2 separate regions of the Danio rerio genome follow, and region 2 is linked to region 1. The links are chromatin contacts, called in public HiChIP or PLAC-seq maps. All regions are on one chromosome and are shown on one strand. The core of a region is the stretch at or near the end of the contact, and the rest is flanking DNA. Distances in the headings are between cores, read along the strand shown.

What was found. HiChIP or PLAC-seq counts read pairs in DNA pulled down with a chosen protein or histone mark.
Region 2: a contact with region 1 is called in an H3K4me3 HiChIP or PLAC-seq map of embryo, with 2.1 times the contacts expected there. The contact joins the promoter of atxn7l3a here to the promoter of rnd2 in region 1. A contact is called at or near these places in 1 of 18 Hi-C or Micro-C datasets (hematopoietic stem cells) and 1 of 4 datasets of contacts at active chromatin or transcription factors (embryo).

What each region holds. Positions count from the first base shown.
Region 1 is chr3:18,679,695-18,682,295 of GRCz12tu, reverse strand. It overlaps rnd2 (Rho family GTPase 2), which reads left to right and starts at 1,300. Exons shown (of 5, transcript NM_001045364.2): 1 at 1,300-1,665. The coding sequence starts at 1,564.
Region 2 is chr3:18,820,579-18,823,179 of GRCz12tu, reverse strand. atxn7l3a (ataxin 7 like 3a) reads left to right here and starts at 1,325. Exons shown (of 13, transcript NM_001040341.2): 1 at 1,325-1,557; 2 at 2,185-2,298. The coding sequence starts at 2,248. ubtf (upstream binding transcription factor) reads left to right here. Exons shown (of 22, transcript NM_001005395.1): 22 at 1-55.

The DNA.
Region 1 (2,601 bases), core at 51-2,550:
TTATTTTAATTAAATTAATAAACAGCAGTTTGTCTTTTTTGCAAAACGATTAATAGGCCTTAACCAAGTAGTGTTCTCCATGCTTTCAATAAGATGTTCCTCAAGTATTAATGTTTTGATTAAACTTGTGAGTCATTAAAGGCAGAAAAGAAAGTCACAAAACAACGATTCCTTGAATTATGAGCATTAAATGTAAAATTGAGAAATGAGAAAACAAAATGCTTTTAATTCTTAAACACAAAAGTTCTCCAAAAATTCCAAATGTAAATAAAAAAAAGGTTGGCAGCAACAAAATATAGGCCTAGCAGTACCACATATTGTATTTTGCCTATTTGTTTTCTTGATTTTGTGGTTAAAAAGATAAATTTAAATGAATCAAAAAAGTTGCTGAAAAGGCAATTTAAATCTTCAAAGACAGACAAAGTGACTCTTGAATTTTAGATGACTTAAGCTATTCTTTAAGAAAATTTCCACTTTAAGAGATGTGCTTGCAAACTTTTCTAATTTAATATAGACTATTTTTCTCTGTATTAGATAACCTCACCTGAACTTCTTCGACTCTGCAGCACAGAATATTAAAGCCTTCCAAACTGCACCTGTTAACTTAGAAATGTTCTGGCTTTTTGGCTGGTCATAAAGCATTTAATTTGTCAGGTTAATGTAAAAAAAAAAGCACACAAAATGCACTTTTGTGTTTCTTTAGTTGCACTTGTTCATCTTGGCAGTAATTTAAATGTTGCATATTTAAAAAATAATTACACCAGCACTAAGATATAGCTCCACTTCAGCAGTACTTACAGATTTACTCATATTCTAAATATTTTATTTTTTACAGAGAGATTTGATTTGATTGCATTCAACATGTTATACAAATATTTGTCTGGCTGTTTTCTTTTTCCAGAATTATGGAATGCTAAAAAGACATTTTTGTGTACTAAAAATGTAGATTAATACATGAAGTAATGTCTAATTTACATTAAGATATTTCATTTCATATTCAAAGCTAGTTTGGTAATAGCAAGGTAATTTACCTTATTCACCAGTATTATCATGGCTCAATTTCACAAATGTTCCAACCTAGTGCTTTATATTTACTTTTTTCTTTATTTCTCTATAATTTCTCATGACCTTGGAAAACCCTGAATGAGCGATTCAGTGATGCGTTAAATCACGTCGTTAAATCAATTTCCACACACGAGCCCGAGGGGTCGTTTAATTTACACCGTGGCCAAACCACAGTAGGAGGGCGAGAGAGAACCACGTCGTGACATTAAAAATCAAAGCTGCCGAGTCAAGAGGCGGCGGCGGCTGCACAACACGCCCGCCCGGCTCATGACGCGGCAGAGGCGGTGAGTCCAAGCGCGTGGTGTCGCCGGGGGAACCGGAGACTGACAAGCGGGCAGGGGAGGGTGGACTGACTCTCTCCCTGGCACAAACCCGTCCACTCACAGTCACAGCACAGACACAGAGCCACCGTCTCTGCCGTGAATCATTCATTTGGCGGTATAAAGCATTGGTGTCGGGCGGCGGATGGTGCTTGTAAAGCCTGTGATGCTGATGATGATGGACGGACAGCACAGCCGCTGTAAGGTCGTGGTGGTCGGGGACACGCAGTGTGGAAAGACGGCGCTGCTGCATGTATTCGCCAAGGACAACTACCCTGAGGTGAACTCAGATTATTAATTGGCGTTAAATGTCTTAAGAAGAACAGAAAATAAGTTGGATGAGTGAATTGATGATGATGGTGCCTGTCAGAGTATGTTAAAGTAGGCGGCTATGGCTGTTTAGTGAACAGTAGGTTGTATTGAAAGTTGCAATTTTTAACGAGGTAAATAAATAAACTGCATGATGTCCCGTGCGTGTGTATTAAGGGACTGGTCATTCTTGAGCGCAGCATGATAAGAAAAGAAGGAGTCAGGGGTTTTGGCACTGAGGCGCTTGTGGCACGAGCTGTTAGTAACAGGGTGCAAATTAAGACGTGAAAAAACAAAAGTTTTAGCGTTTAAACGCTTCACTAGGCGTACTTATCTATACAAGTTATATAAAACAGTTGGTCATATTCAGAGATTAAGTCAAAAGCTGGCGTTGTCTTTTAATTATCGTGTGAAACATACTGTTGATTTATGTGGAAAAATAAGGGTTTTGCTTTGAAGTGGGCGATATCGATTTTCTCTTATTTTAATTCGTCAACTGATATTGGTTACTATTTAAATGGGCATGTTTTAATGTTACATGTTAAGATTATTACTTAAGGGCAAATCATATATACAGCAAAAGCTAATATGATGGCAAATTAATTAAAATGTTTGCTTAAAATAATTTATTTTATACAGAATATTTGGACAAAATATTTTTATAGATAAAATATATTTTTTTACAGTAGGCTAGTGTGATTCAAACAAACTAAAATACTCATCCTTTCCTGACAGTCCTTACAGACTAACTTCAACTTTGTACATATCTATTTAAACATGCAATGTGTTTTGTTTTGAAATATTCTCTAAGTTTATGGCTGCTTGAAAATGTGATCTTTTTGAGTTACATTTATAGGTGCGATTCCCTACTCTCAGTGATCGCAAGATGCATATATATCTTAGTATT
Region 2 (2,601 bases), core at 76-2,575, 140 kb before region 1:
TGTTATATCCCTGCAATTTACAATTTGAGCAAATAAACCTTCTCTTAAACAGTTCTTCTGATTCGGTTTTGTTTTTTCACTCACCGATTTGTTCTAGATCGTTTGGTCTTGTTCGTTCTACACTAAAAAAAAAACGTTGAGTTATTTATTTAACCCTTTTTGCTACCCCATCAAGAAAAAAATATTTGGATTGCATTTCTTAAGTCATTATGTGACTAATTAACACACTCAAAGCATTTTTTCACATCTCATAACTTCTAAAATATCAAACTTTACCAAATGGTTGATATGTTGATTTATAGTAAAAGTACCAGAATTAATATGAATCTGAAAAATATGAAGTGCAAGACAAATTTACTGAAAAACAATAAAAAAATAACACATTTTCGGATAATAATCTTTTTTAAGTATGCCATAAAATATTTTAGATTCTCATTTAACACGTTTAATTCATTTTTTCTTTTTTTTTTTTACAATAAAACCAAAATCAAGTTTAGTAGTGCAACAGGATTTTTTTAAAAAATTTTTTTTAAAGATTTTTTTTGTAAACCAACAATGCTGTGTGGTAACCATTATTTCAAACAGTCATACTTTAAATGACTTTAAAAACATTCACGAAATGTTCAACCATTTGGTAGAGCAGGCATTAAAAGGGTTAACTTAACGGTTGAGTTAAAAAAAAAACAATAGTGCTTGTTTGGGTTTTTACCTTTTTTGGTTATTTATTTATTTAATAACATTTATCAGTTGCGTTAAAAATTTAGATTTTCAACCGTTAACTGATTTAACTGACATATAAATACACATATTTGAGATATTCGGTCGTCATGCTCGCCGTTAGCTTCCTTGTTTAGTCCATGTTGTTTATTTGTTCTTTATATCATTAATTCTGCCTGTCGTCTTGGTATTATTTTCCAACTGTTTTTTTGTTTATTGTTTTGTATGTTGTTTGAGATTGTCTGTTGATTGTTCTATTATTCATTTCTTCTATTGTTTATGTTCTTTTGTTGATCTTGTTCATCATGTTATTAGCTTTTATTTTCCTTTGTATTTTTTTCCATCAATCATTTGTTGTGATTAGTGTTGTTGTATTTGTCTTTTTCTTTGTTTTTGCTGTGCCTTTTTGTTTGTCTTGTTGATTTGTTTCATCTGTTCATTCCGTTTTCTCTTCTTTGTTTATTTGTAGCTTTTCTTCGTTCCCTCATTCATTCTTTTTATTTTATTGGATTTCTCTTTTTATCTGTGAACTACACGTGTGCCTATAGGCTATACAACAGAGTGCATGGGAACGAATTCAAGGCGAAAGGAATCGATGGGTCACGTTGGCTCTGCAATACACTAGTGATGTCTGACAGGAGCCAAAATGGCAGCGTTGTTTTATTTCCAAACATCATTTTTTATTCGTGTGACCTATTCAGCCAGGCGCCTAACCGTGTTTGTTAAATAACGTTTCCGTTACCTTCATACGCACGTTTTGAGTAGGTTTGTTCTCTGTTGTCGTTAACCAGAGGAACGGCTGGTTTGTGAATGAGGCAAGACTGGGGCCGTTTAGTCTTGGTAAGTCGACACATATTAAACAAATGCGTTTCAATGAGCGCGCAGTCGGTTACTTTGTAGCTTTACTACACATCACTGCAGTTTTGAAACAATGTTATTAAAACCCGCCCGAACGGAAACGCAAATGTTTAGTCAGTCAGTCAGTAAATGCTGTGCTGTAGTCAGTACCTGTCAACTAACATTATGTTGACGTTGTTGGTACGTGTGTTCAACAGTTTTATTAAGTTTATGACGCGGTGGTTATTAATTACAGATCTTCATTTGTTTTATTTGCCCTCTGTTGAAATTGATAATCGCTATGCCCGTTTATTTATCCTAATCCCGTTATAGCTTAACGTTATATATCAACGTGGGTGTTGAACGAGCTTTTGACAGGCATCTACTGATAAGGATAAAATGATCTAGGAAATGGGTGTGCGTTTTAGATAGGGCCTTTAATTTCTAACAAATAATTTACTGTACATCCTTTTATAGCGCTACAGTTTGTGTATAGTGTGTATTACAATGCTCATTAGCATATTATTTTAGCTACGCATGTTTCGCCTTTGGCGCTAAACGACGCAGTTTCATTTAGACGACGATGCAGATTTGACCATGATGTAATGGGTTTTTGTTTGTGTTTTTCAGTGTTTTCCACTCCTCCTCCTCCTGTTGTCAACAATGACAGCTCCCCTACCATAGTTGCTGCAAATGAAAATGGAGGATATGTCTCTGTCAGGCCTGGATAACACCAAGCTAGAGGTACTGGTAAATGATGACAGATAATAAAACAGTTTAAAATAGCTAAAGTTGGGGTTTTATACACGTTCACCACTAGCATTCACAGGGTACACTCTAAATTTTATTACAGACTTAAGATTTTCTTTGTCAGTACAAATATAAGACTTTTAACTTTATTAAACTCTGTTACAAGCACTGAATAAGACAATCAAATGCAATAATCACATTGTAATACTTAAAAAATAAATCATAAAACCTTTTTCTTGGAGAATATCTTGCACAATACTGTATTTTATTTGCTTTTGTAGTCTTCAGTTATGTGTA